2 separate regions of the Zea mays genome follow, and region 2 is linked to region 1. A link is a contact called in public Hi-C data. All regions are on one chromosome and are shown on one strand. The core of a region is the stretch at or near the end of the contact, and the rest is flanking DNA. Distances in the headings are between cores, read along the strand shown. Region 1 holds the start of LOC100217258. Region 2 holds the start of LOC100280092.

Region 1 (7,625 bases), core at 2,363-4,862:
GGTGCAAAAGAAGACTCCCTCCAATCACAAATATAAACAGTTTAGGACATCAACATAGTCTACTAGGTCTAGGTGAAATGAAACCTTGGCTCTAAAGATATATATTTCAAATAGTAACTTTTCACAGGTTCGGCAGTTCGCAGCAGCCTCTCCACATTTGCGGATGAAGGCCTGCCTCAGTTTATCCCTTCTTTAGATACCACAGATGTGGGAGCCTCCGGCACTGGTTTTGACCCCTTTTTTACTTTTCATGATAAATCTAGTACCATAAATTTTATGTTAGATTACTTTTTTCCAATTTTTAACTATTTAGGGTCAAAGCTAAAAGATTTGACATAGGACAAACATATATTGTGATAAGAGGGAATAAATTGATACTCCCTCCATTCCAAATTATAGGGTGTTTTTGCTTTTCTAGATACGCAGCTTTTGATTTGCACTAAGATATACCCTACATGTAGATACATTCTAAAAAGTATAAACAATGTACTAGAAATGCAAAAGATCTTAAAATTTGAATGGGTGGAGTATTTTGTTTCAAGAAAGTCATATTTCATACAATTCTAGAAATATATTAGCCAGCAATTTTCAACTATCTTTATTTTATCTAGACTACACCAGCATATTTCCAAACAACTAAACACCAAAACATGAATCACAGTCATCCAGCTGCCTTCTACACAAGTACAGTAGAAAACTTTGTGTGGCAAACTTTGTCTCTAGCCGATAGCAGCTGTATTTTACACTAGTACAGTATAGAACTTTGTGTGACATACTTTGCCTCCAGCTGATAGCTTATGTCCTTTGGAAGACAGGCTGGTTAGCATTCCGGACTAAACTAAAACAGGTTGCATCTTAGTTAATTTTCCACATGAAAATCAGCATATCTGAGCCAAGGTTATTAAAATGATAAAACGTTGAAACGCTCATGGGTGAAGTTTTGACTTTTAAACGTTTAAATGAAGTTTAAACGTAGTTTTAAACAACATAGAAAAAATACCAATATATCATAATTTCAGACAATAACATGAAGTTAAATACCAAAACAGCGAGGTTAGTAGCTTACCATAAAACGCATGAAACACTGTGGTTTACAGTTTAGAACGCCACAACGCAGTTTCAACCTCTAATTAGAGTTTTGACGTTTAAAAGTAGTTTAAACATCGTTTAAACGTAGTTTTAATAACACTGATCTGAGCCTCAAATGAATGACAAGAAGCATGCACTACAATAACCCAAACCAACCCTGTTCTACGGATACAGACATCAGACAGCTTATATGCCAATTCATCTATGCAAAAACCCAAAAATCATCTGGAAACGACCGTGGCACATAAGTAGACAAACCCACAAACAGTAGACAATGCATAGCAAATGAACTAGAAAACCACCCTAACAGAAAACATGACTGAGAAATATGCAAAAATAATCGTTGCAGACTTACCGAAAAGAAGTCCTCAAAAGTGAACTCAATATATCCAAGAGAGAGGAGTGTTTTCTTGCATTCCTCAATTTTTACCATGATGCGATCAGCCTCAGCTTTGTCTTGTGTCTCTAGGATGTGTTCCTGGAAGCAAATATAAGGCCGTCTTCAGTAGATCGTGCATATGGTGTGCAAAACACTATTTTGCACTATAGACTGTATTGTTCACCGAGTGGAGTTTGAAATAGAAGATGAAATGGGAGATAGAATGGGTAAGCTGCTGAAGACAGCATAAGATAGGATTGTCGCCACAATTATGAACACCGTACTGAGAAATGCAAGATATAATATACTTGTGAAAAGTACACTGCAGATACTACCAGGTAGGAAAACATAAAGCTTCGATAAAAGCAGTTTCCATCTCCACGTGTACGTCTTAAAGCACCATATTGCTCGCCAAGCAACTACAAACAAAAGTGACTAGTTGAACAAACTAGACAACAGCATGTTACGTATCCACATAAAAATGCAGTAATTACATATTAGATTAATCAGAGACACAATAACCTTAATTTTCTCTTGTAAAATGGGGCTGCCAGACTGAAACTCAGCTGCTAAAGAGGAGAGAGGTTCCTGCAACATTTACAAGATGCATAATAATTAGCATGGAAACGACCATGATAATTAGAACATGTTAGCCTTCATAACAGCTGAGAAATGTTTCTCATCAATCAGGAAAGGTGCTTAACCATCATCACAACATGCTCCTTTTTAAAAACAAGAAAAACAAACCACCTACTAACTTGGCAAAGCCCACAGATAACACTGATCAACAGGTGATCATAAAAAGCGTAAGCAAAACAGAATCCAACTTGGCGTAAAAAAAACACAACCAAACTTAATCCTGGTACAGACTATGAACTTATGAAGAAGACCTGAAACTTCAGCACATCAGCAAGACAAGCTGAAATCAGAGACTCGTCGACTTAAATAACAGGTCAATCTCCACATACTATTTCATATGCTAAAAGAAAGTCATGGCAGGTTTTTGGTTACACAATGAATCCATCTACATAAGCTTGAGTATCGAGAATAAGCAGAGCAATTAAAATGTTGTGGAAATGAACCAAAAAGTAGACATAAACAAGGGTAGGCAACAAAAGTCTCCATAGTTATCGAACACATAACTCTATTTGGCACTTTCTGAACTTAAAAAGGAATAACATACTTTAGTGGCAACCATGTGGTGCTCGGCCAACTTATACCCAACAATTTTTTCACTTCACTTGAACTTGATCATACAGAAAAACGGTGTACCAGTTTCTCTGTTGAGTAGTCATCTATCAACAAATATGTGAGTCTAAAGTTGAAGTAAATGCAAGGTCCTCACTGAAACCACACCTTTTGAGCCATAACCTCCTGTTTGTCCTAGACTAGAACAAAACACCCCGAGTCATCTCCAAACCCACATCACTCATGCTTATCGAACAGCAAGTAACCAACACTCAACTGCACCGCAGCACTGTCCCCGCAATCTGATCCCACAAGACCAGAGCCGTAGAAATGGGCACGACTAGCATATTTCCACTAGATCAGGTGCAGGCCTGTAAAACACTAAAGCGTGATGGAGACCCATCCCACCATACGGCGGGCTAACCAATACCCGATCGCGGACATGTGAGGATGGTGGGAGACAGAGGGCTCGCTCTCCCTCCCTCTCTCACCTTGTCCCCAACGCACGGCAGCTTGGGCCCCTCGGGGATGTCGGGATCGGGCTCGCCGCAGCAGGCGCGGTAGTAGTCCCCGCCCATGGAGAGCTCCACCGACACGGGGTCCGAGCAGCCGCCGAGGCTCGGGCTAGGGTTAGGGTCCGGCCCCGCCCACTCTTCTCCACCTCCCGCAGCGTGCGGCGCCTGTGGAACGTCGCCCATGGCCGCGTCCTCTCCGGGGGTCGGCGCTGCGGCCACCTCTGCCGAGGCGGTGGCGTCGGGGACCTCGCCGCCGTCCCCCGCCTTGCGCTTGCGGGCGCTCGCGTCGGCCGCCTCGCGCGCCAGCTTCGCGGGTTGGGGTTGGACTGGGCGTGGGGGCGTGGTTGCTTGGATTCGAGTGGGGGAAGCAGCAGCGGAAGCCTGCTTCTTCTGAATCCTCTTCCGAGATCTCGGCGCAGGTGGAAGCGGAAATACGTCCGTGTCGTTTTGCGGATAAGCCCTTGTTATTTACCGTTTACTTATAGCGTTCAAAAAGTCGTATAATTAAGTCCTAAAAATTAAAATAAAATCTATTTAAATTGTTTAAGGCCATAAAAATATTTGCATCTATTTCGTGCTATTAAAAATATATGTTATTTAAAAATAAACGGTTAAGAATAATGTATAAAACAAAGCTTCGGCATATATATATAAGTTCTATATATATATTTCTACTCCCCTGCTATCTATTAAGAATCTAATGTAGGTACCTGGTGCTACTACGACTTCACTCTCTTTACGTCCAGCGCAAAAATAGTGGAGAACGAGCACTCAAACCCACACCACTATGCTTTAGAAATTTAGGACTAACCACCAGATCACATATAGTTTACAAATAAACAATCTATCTATCTACTATCTATTAAGAACCTAATGTGGGCACCTAGTGTTACCACGGCTTCACTCTCCCCACGTCCAGCCCACAAAAAATAGTACAAAACGAGCAGTCAAACTCACATCCTGTGCTCTAAAAATTTAGGGCTAACCATCAGATCACACATACTTTAGTGTTTACAAATAAACAAAAATTATATTTGTAGCTTAGGCGCCCCTCCCCACGCTTCTCAGCCTCGTGGCAACAAGCGGACACATACCTAGTAATAATTAATAATCTATACTAATCTATTAAGAATCTAATGTGGGCACATGATGATATCACAGCTTCACCTTCTGACACTCTAGGCCCACCCATCACACCGCGCAAAAAAATGCAGGGCAACTACTCGAGCCCACGCCCCCTGCTTCAGAAATTTGGAGCTAACCACCAGACCACACATACCTTAGTGTTTAGAAATAAACAATAGTTACATTTGAATAAATATCTAAATACCTATTTATATGATACTCCCTCTGTCCTAGTATATAAGGCGTAACCACCTCTGGTTCAAATACCAAGAAATATATTTAATTTTCTCTATATCACTGCATTAATGTACGTATGCATAGAGAGAGCATGTCTTATATTGTGGGGACAAGAACAAAAAATGGTTACGCCTTATATTATGGAACGGATGGAGTATATAATAACCGTAGCAAAGTATGAGCAACCAACTAGTAATAATAATCTATTAAGAATCTAATGTGGGCACCTGATGCTACCACGACTTCACCCTCCCCACGCCCAGCGCCTGTGCAGCGCGCGCAAAAAATAGTGCACAGCGATTGTAACACCCTGAATTTGGGGTATAAAATTTCTTTCATATTATCATCCAAATTCAGGTGTTACTCTTCTCTATCTCACTCTAGTTTCTCTCTCTCTAGTTTCTCTCCCCCTCTTCCTCTTTTGATTAGGGTTAGTTTAATTAGTGAGGGATTATTTATTTTATTTTGCCCAAAACATATGAGTCATGAAATGTTGCATCATATTGAGCCTAAATATTCTTGAATTGTTGCACATGTTTGATTTGGTTTGAATTTGAAACTAGATTTGAATTTGAATTGAAAACCCTAGAGAAAATAAATAAAAAAAGCAAATAGAAATTCCCTGGAAATAGAAAAAGCCAATCTGGCCCAGTTAGCCCAAGTCGGCCCAGCTTGCGCGCGCGCCCGCGCCCGCCCACGCTGACAGGCGGACCCCGCCTGTCTGTCTGTCTCTCCAGCGCGCCCTCTCTCCCCCTCTCTCGCTGCTCTGTGGGACCGAGTTGTCGACGTCGTTCCTTTCCCTCCGCGCCCGCTCTCTCTCTCTCTCTCTGTCCCACCGAGCCCACCTGTCGGTCATCCCCAACCTCCCGCCCACGATCCCCCGCGGTGGACGCGCCCACGTCCGCGCGTTCTCCGGCCACGTCCCCGCGCCTGCGTCCCTTTTGAGCCCCGCGCCCTGCTCGCCCACCTCCCCTCGCTCACTTGCGCCCTCAGCCAAACCCCCTCGCCCTCTCTCTCGCTCTGCCCGCGCGAACAGAGAGCTTCGCCACCGCTCACTGTCGGCGCGGGACCGAGCGGCGCCACCGCGTTTGTGTCCGCCCCCAGTCGATAGATCTCGGGCGTTCGTCCGAGATCGTGCGGTTTAGGTTTCATTATTGCGGATCTAATCGCAGCGCTCCGATCTAGATCCGGCCGCTCTCCCTTCTCCCCCTCACCTGCGCCCCTGCCCCTGGGCCCGGCTGGTCAGCCCGCCCTGACTCGCTGACGCCCCGTCCCCGCCTGTTAGTCGCGTCCACGCGCCCGCGCCCACGCGATCTAATCCTTGTCGTTGATCTCTGATCTGATGGCCGAGGTTACCCCGTACCCCCTTCACGTGTAAGTTTTACTTAAGAGACCCTCGGCTTTTAGGAAATCAACCCGACGTCCTCTGTTTTAGCGCGTAGGCCCCTGGTTTCTTTTGGATAGCCCCCTGTACTTTTATTTAATCACAAATTTAGCCCTAATTTCATATTTCAACTTCAAAACTTGTTTATTTCATATCTTTTTCATATGAACTCCAAATTTAGTGGTTCAAATTGTAAAATGTTCATAATATTATTCTCTGTCCAAATAAATTAAGTTCATCTATGGTCTGTGCACTTTAATTTTACACCTAGAGTATAAGTTTAATGTATATGTTGATTTATTCATTTAATGAAATAAATAAAAATGAAAGCCCTAGGAGTTAAAATATATTTAATCTTGTGAGATTAATAATATGTGTTACATGAATTCATTTTGGTTTAACTTTTAGGTCTCAATGAAATGAATAGAATTAGGTTATGTAATTATAGATAACACTTAAAGAATAATCAAATTCCTAAATGAGATAAGTCCATCTTATGATTTAATCTCTTTCTTGTTTAAATTACTACTTTACCTTTTTGAGATATGTTCCAAACACTTATAGAGTAATCAACTCCTAATTAGGATTAGTTCATTTTATAACTTGACCTCATTCTCCTTTATTTAATACTACATCTTTTGAGTTGTGTTCTAATGTTTGTACATGTTTGATGTGATGTTCATTTGTACTTTCCAAATGTATTGAATGTATGATCGCTTTATTTAGACAACGAGCAACTCGTGGTTCCTGAGTGTGTTGCCGAAGATCCCTCTGAGCAACAACCTGGTGAAGGCAAGTGTCCTCAGACCTATCATGTCCTACTTTTACTTTATAATTCACTGTCCCGCATTACATTATTGAAACTTAAGGATTGACTAGTTTGTATTTACCTTACCCTTGTTTACCTTTTTGGGTTAATCATGGTTAGTTTATGCTATCGCTTTAACTTAATCAGTGAACATGATGTGATTATTTATGATACGATGATGTTATCCCGATGAGGTTCTTGTGATTACTTTAGGTGGCTCAGGCTGTTTCCTGAGTACCTCTCCGTAAGGACCTGTTTGGGGAGTGACAACCCGGGATAACAGTGCAACCATGAGGGTGGAATGGGATGCCCTTAGCTGATTAATTAGAGGAATCAGAGGAGTAGTTGGCTTCAACGTAGGACCGTCAATGGGGTCCGGACACAATACTTGCTCTGCTAAGGCTGGTTGCAGAGGTTCTTTGATTTGGTTTTGTTAGTCACCCTTCCGTTGGGGAGATGTACTGTGTTTATCAAACTGGAGAAACCTAACGGCCGACTATGACCTCTGGGAAATCTTTGTAAAGGCTATGTAGTGAGACCCTGCTAGGTCACCTTGGTAGTGATCAATGGGGAGGCTAGAACCCCAGGCAGAATGGGAATCACGGCTTGTGGGTAAAGTGTGTAGCCTCTGCAGAGTGTTAGAAACTGGTATATCAGCCATGCTCACGGTTAAGAGCAGCCTTGGGATCCTTTTCGATTAGAAGAACTGTGGTTACTTTTATGATGATAATTAACAAAGATGATTACAGTTCTGATCTCTGGTATTTCCTCCTGGAGGGAGTACTTCTGGGTAATAACTGGGTTTATTACTAAAACTAGTAGTGTGCCCGTGCGTTGCTACGGCAGCTTAAAAATTGATACAAAACAGTGGTGCAATATAATTACAATCTTTGATTGATG
Region 2 (6,761 bases), core at 382-2,881, 220 kb after region 1:
TTCTCACAACACAAAACATGTCCAGTTGTTTGTATACTGTGCGACGCAACATGCAGTTGTCTGTAAGGAAACTTGAACAATGGACAGAAACATGTTTTATTGTGATACACAATGAACTTTCCAGTAGAGATTATATATATACCTTCAACCACCAGACCAAAATACATCATAAACATCATGTTGTTCCATGGAGATGCGGTCAGCTGCTCTACTAAGACCTACACATGACAAATGAGCAAAAAAGCGGTACCTTGGTCATGATTGTCCTCAGGTTACATACCTTGGAGTAAAAAGGTACAGGAAATTGCATTTGAGAAATCTTGATGGTTCATCCGGAAAGAAAGGCAGTTACATACCTTCTTGGCTGTAGTTTCTTTTCCTTTCTTTCCCTTGAAAAACCTATCCATGAGCTTGTGGAGGAAATGTCCAAACGGTCCCGCGTATGCAAATCCATATAGCTGTTGCATTGCACATAGTCAACAAATGAAAATAAGAACCACTGAATCAGAAGTGTGGGTATTGAAATCCAAACATAATTGCTAATATGTAAATTATGACATTTCTTTGGCACTTGGTCCAGTTGATTGAACTAGTGGCCAGAGAGCTGTCCAATTTACCAGCAGGTTAATTTTTATGCATACATATGATCTCATATTCTCTCTCTCTCACACACACACATCCGAAAGGAGTGTCGTTTAGCTATGAATCTAGACAGTCTTTTTTGGGATGGAGAGAGTACTTGGATAAGATGACAGTTTCCTTTGCACAAGAAAAATACTAGATTTGCGTGGGTCGCTGAGCTACAGACTGTACTAAGCTTGATTCTCTGAGGTCGAGCAAGGTCTGTGACTGAGTGAAAATGGCAGTCTAGTTGTTGGTGATCCGTGGATCTATGCGGTAGACGTTTATATCAGCCTATATATTTCACGTATTAAACTTGTTTTCTGATTTGCAGTCTACATCAATGACCAATCGTGTGGATTCCCGTCCCACTAGCAGGGCTACATCGATTGTTTTCATTCGGCTGCCCGGAACAAACTAAAGAAAAACGCATTTTTGTGTTGAGAAGCCACTCTGACCGTGCTGCTCATCAGCTAGGCATAATTCCACTAACTGCACAGCAGGACCCAAGAAACAAACCTTTTAAGGTAACGATTGACCTGATGGCCGATTAACGAAATCCAGATAAAAACTACTGAATCGAGTGAGAACACCAGCTGTCTGAATTTCGGGTAGGCGACAAGCAGTTACTCAAATCAACTAAAGCAAGAACGCCTAAAACGCAAAAGAAAGGAAGAATAGCGCACCGCGATGAGGAGGAGCCTCCTGAGTTGGAGCTTGGAAACACCGGAGATCTTCTGAGCGACGGCGTCGCTGCAGCCGGCCAGGACGCCGGAGGTGATAGCCTTGGTGCGCAGCGGGTGGGCCTGCAGCTGCTTCATGTAGGCCTGCCCCGCCATCGCCACCACCTCAGACATCTTGGGTGAATCGATCAGAGCTCCCCTCCTCCCTCCTCTAGTCGTGGAGAGGCGATGGAGCAAGTCAACTGGAGAACAGCCAGGAGAAGGAACAGATCATGGAGAAACAGAGGGGGATGCTGCGAATCAGTGAGAGATCTTGACTAATCCAACAAACACATCAATCAATGATTCTGACCGGGCAGGTGCTGCTGCTGACAGCACATTTAATAAGAACATTTTATTGGGCAGGACTAGTAGCACCGTAGTAGGTGAGTAATTACCATTGAATTACAAGACCACACCGTATTAGGTGAGTAATTATCATTGAATTACAAGAGCACCGTAATAGATGACTAGTAATTACCATTGGATTACCAACGTTCTTCTTCCTCAGTTCCCCTGCAGCAGCCGAGGCGAGTATTGGTCCAATAATCTTTTTGACTTAGGGCATGTTTGGATATATGATGTTAAAGTTCAGCAGTATATTTTTAGCTGAATTTTAGCACTTGAAGATCAAAGAAGAGGGTAAAAAGTAAAGTGTTAAGAGAGAAGAGGAGAGAGAAGGAGTGGTCTGTAAAGTTACAACTGGCTTGATACAAAAACCAAGATTTTTTGTGAGAGACAAATGGCCATGCATTAATAGTAAAGAGCTAACAACTATACACATAGACTAAAAGGTGGACATCGAGAATGCTTACAACCAGCAGTTGATTATATTATTAAATTTGCTCTTAGGGCCTGTTTGGTTCAGAGTGACTAAACTTCAGTCATATTTAGTCCCTAAAGAGACAAACATGGTGACTAGAAGTCTCATACTAAAGTTTAGTCCTCTAGTCACCATGAGGGTGACTAAAAGTGGCTAAAGTGATATTTTTACTACATCCATCATCCCTTCTTCCATGTGCGCTCTTTAGTCAGATTTAGTCACTTAAACTAAACATGGTACTTTAGTGGAAAGGTTTAGTCAGGTGACTAAATAAACCAAACAAGTCCTTAGGATATGTTTAGTTGCCTAACAAGTAAATTTGTTTGTGCGCGTTCTAGATCTAGATGATGTGCTCAGTGGGCACAAGATTTATACTGCTTCGGGCAATGTCCCTACATCCAGTCTTCGGTGGCTTGTGCTACAAACACCTTGTTGCTCAATGCTTATTGTAGGGGGTTATAAGCGGGGCGAGAGAGGGAGGGGCTCCTAAGTATCTTATGCGTGGTTGGACCTAAGAACTACGAATCTGGTGTTCTCTACTAAGTCTTGGGGGTTATGGCGGTGCATTCCTTGGCTTTGGCCTCCGTAGTCCTCCGTGTGTCCTCTCTTCCGCGTCTCGTCAGACCCTCCTTTTATAGACCAGGAGTGTTTACAGGTAGCTTCTTGGGGAAGGAGTTACTTTGCCCTGGTAGAATGAAGCATTCTACCGCCGGTAGAAACCTGTTTGTCGGTATTTGCCTTAGTCGTCTGCGCTCACTAGCCAGGCTCATTAATCCCGGCTGCGTGTGGGCGACAAGGGGTTCTGGCATCATCACTGCTTTATCTGTGGCAGACCAACCCTTGGCCTCCGTAGCTTAAGTCTCGGCGTGGCTCGTTGTGTTGCAGGGCTTGTAGATTGCTAGGGCACTCAGCCTCAGCTCGATAGATCATGAGTGGGAGGCGGACCGACACCCCTTGAAAGAGAAATGTGCCCTTGGGCTATTTCTAAGTGTTTTAGTGATTAAGGGCTCAACACACCACTATGAACTAACCATCTTTGTATGAGCATGAGCACATGTATATAAAGAGCAAATTGAAGATGTCAAGTCCAAAAGAGCACAAACATGGACCTAAATATGCAACTTTGAGAAATTGTATAAGTGTGAGGTTTGCACTTCTAAAGATGTTGCATAGGTCCTTTACAATGGTTCTAATACTTGTGTTTGGGCCCTAACTCATTTTGGAGAGGAAAGTACTTTTTAGGCTTGAGTTTGCACATATTGCAAATCCTATTGAAATGAAGTTGCAAAGGTATAATTCTAGCACCTAGTCAACTGTTTTAGTTACTAACAATGTTCATCCAAGTGCTAGGGAACTTCTCAAGTCGAGCCAAAAAGAAGGGCAGAAGTTTGGCACAATAGAGGAGAAGTTAGGCTAGACTAGGCACCATTGGACAGTATGGTGTGCACCGGACATGTCTGATGCTGGCCTGGTCGGCTGGCCCAAACTGGTTGCTCCTGCAAAAACGTCGTGGCTCGCTAGTTAAAAATTACCGGACAGTTCGGTATGCACCGGACATGTCCGGTGCGCCAGGCGAGCAACGACTCTTTGCTCGCGCTAATGGTCGACCGCGAGATCATCGTTGGCACGACAGCATGGCAACGGTCAGGAGGGTCACCGGACATGTCCGGTGTACCATCGAACATGTCCGGTGTACCACCGGACAGTCTGGTGCCCACCCAAAAAGGAAGGCAACCAATCTGATGATTCAATAGCCATTGCACAGGAGCTGTCTTGTGCGCCACCGGATAGTCCGATGCACCGTGGACAGAAGGCAACTAGAGCCTTCCAAATGGAGGAACAATTGGTCCTTCGCCCCTTGGGGCTATAAAAGAGGCCCCTTGGCACCTTTACCTGTACACCAAGCATTCTAAGAGCACACTACAACTCTGAGACTCTGCGACCACATTGTTTGAAGTGTTTGAGAGATTTGAGCATGTTTCTAAGATTTAACTCTGTCGTTCGTGTTCTTGCTCTTTTCTTCGCTTGTGTGTGTGTTCTTACTCCCCCTTACTTCGGTTTTGATATTGATCACTTGTGTAAGGTGTGAGAGACTGTAATTTGTGAAGATTCCTCACAAATAGGATTGATATAAAAAGAATATTGTGGCACTCAAGTTTGAACTTAGGATCACTTGAGAGGGGTTGAGTGCAACCCTTGACTGAAGGAGGTCACCATAACATGGAGTAGGCTTTGGCCGAACCACGGGGAAAATCGATGTGTCTCTTGTCCATTTACTTTATTGTGATTTCTATCTTCCTTTGAGCATAAATTTCACTTACATATTGCTCCTACTTTAATACACATCTCAAGTGAGCAATCAAGTGAAGAGTCTTTCTTTCTCTCCTCTTGTCATCCGAACTAGGATTTTAGTCACTCTAACCCATAAATTGGACCAAGTTTGTGTTGTTTTAAGTAAACTTTGCAGAATCACCTATTCACGCCCGTATAGGTGATCCCAATTGGTATTAGAGCCGTTCTCTTCATCAAGGGACTAACCGTCTGAAGAGATGGATCATAAAGTCAAGGGGAAGGTGACCAACGGGAAGGAGAAGGAGATCCCCTCCAACGAAACACCCAAAGGAGAGACTGTCAACTCCGGTTCTAGCAAAAAGAAGAAGGATGGAAGAAGAAGCGCATCAAGAAAATAGTCTTCTATGACATCGACGCTTCTTCATATTCACCAAGGGAGGACGATGACTTATCCTCTACAAAGAAAAAGACGGTTAAACAAAACTATTCTCAAACCTCTTTTAATTGTTCTTGCATTTCTTACAATTCAAATGCTCATTTGCTATCTATTCCTCTTTGGGACACCCCTGGTGTCTTTTTCGTGTTACGCTGTGAGTTTTGTCCTAAGCTTGGATGCTCAGTGAAATTTTTTTATTTCTCGATCGTGTCTATCACTGTTTATCAGGATTATTCATGGAAGTTCATCGAATTTGGAGCTATCCGATCTCCAGAACGACCAAATTTGGAGCATGTTAAAACTTTTATTTCTCAGAGCAAATGTAAATTCAAATGTCAATCTCGTCTTGTAACTCGCGTCCAGACTTATTTATTCGGACTCTCGATAGTTGTTATGTTATTCGATCTGTGTCCGGATCTGATTTCTCGACAGTCAAGCTATGTCCGACTATTTAATCTGAATCCGCATTCTCGAGCAGAATCTCTGTTGTGTCAACCTCTAATTAATTATTATGCAAATTGACTTGTTATCTCTATATGATCATTCAGCTCTATCTATCAAGTGTATTCTAAAGATTTCTCAAAGCTTGAACCAAATATTCGTACGAAATTATAAATCCTACGCTTGCTTAAGACTGCTCGATTAAGTAAAAGCAAATTTAGAAATTCAACCAAGTTATACCAACTTTCCCAAAACACTCTATATCAACTCTACAACAAAAGTTATTAAGGGTCCGTGCCATGAAAATATCGAGAAAATACCCCAATCGTCTTAAAAAATATAATTTGAAGCCTTATAATGGTAATACATTGACCAAAGTGGAATTTCTATTTCCAACCAAGATATAAAGTTTGACCTTCAATAAAATTTGGAGAACAGGTGTTATACAACAAATATTATACTTAAACCAAGTCTTGATTTGTCGGGGACCATAATTAGGGGTACCCTCAAGACGCCTAATTCTTAGCTGGTAACCCCCATCAGCATAAAGCTGCAGAGGCCTGATGGGTGCGATTAAGTCAGGGATCAGTCCATACGAGCGACTTGATCATGCCTCGCCCGAGCCTAGCCTCGGACAAGGGCAGCCGACCCCAAGGGATTTCCGTCTCGCCCGAGGCCCCCCTTTAACGGCGGACACATCTCCGGCTCGCCCGAGGCCTTGCCTTCGTTGAGAAGCAACCCTGACTAAATCGCCGCACCGACTGACCGAGTCGCAGGAGCATTTAACGCAAAGGTGGCCTGACACCTTTATCCTGACGCGCGCCCCCCGGCAGAGCCGAAGTGACCGCCGTCACTTCGCTGCTCCACTGACCGGTCTGACAGAAGGACAGCGCCGCCTGCGCCACTCCGACTGCAGTGCCACTCGACAGAGTGAGTCTGACAGGCAGTCAGGCCTTGCCAAAGGCGCCATAGGAAACTCCGCTCCGCCCGACCCAGGGCTCGGACTCGGGCTAAGCCCCGGAAGACGGCGATCTCCGCTCCGCCCGACCCAGGGCTCGGACTCGGGCTAAGACCCGGAAGACGGCGAACTCCGCTCCGCCCGATCCAGGGCTCGGACTCGGGCTAAGACCCGGAAGACGGCGAACTCCGCTCCGCCCGACCAAGGGCTCGGACTCGGGCTCAGCCCTAGAAGACGACGAACTCCGCTCCGCCCGACCCAGGGCTCGGACTCGGGCTAAGACCCGGAAGACGGCGAACACCGCTCCGCCCGACCCAGGGCTCGGACTCGGGCTCAGCCCCAGAAGACGACGAGCTCCACTTCGCCCGACCCCAGGGCTCGGACTCCGCCCTGGCCTCTGCCGAACGACCTCCGCCTCGCCCGACCCAGGGGCACGGGCTCGGCCTCGGCAACGGAAGACAGACTCGA

The links. A called contact is a pair of places that touch in the nucleus more often than the background predicts.
Region 2: a contact with region 1 is called in a Hi-C map of ear, with 1.9 times the contacts expected there. The contact joins the promoter of LOC100280092 here to the promoter of LOC100217258 in region 1. A contact is called at or near these places in 3 of 25 Hi-C or Micro-C datasets (ear, endosperm and leaf).

The regions. Positions count from the first base shown.
Region 1 is chr4:50,150,152-50,157,776 of Zm-B73-REFERENCE-NAM-5.0, forward strand. It overlaps LOC100217258, which reads right to left and starts at 3,613. Exons shown (of 8, transcript NM_001366423.1): 1 at 3,148-3,613; 2 at 1,991-2,056; 3 at 1,804-1,887; 4 at 1,445-1,567. The coding sequence starts at 3,354.
Region 2 is chr4:50,373,258-50,380,018 of Zm-B73-REFERENCE-NAM-5.0, forward strand. LOC100280092 reads right to left here and starts at 1,632. Exons shown (of 6, transcript NM_001153030.1): 1 at 1,308-1,632; 2 at 357-458; 3 at 143-218. The coding sequence starts at 1,478.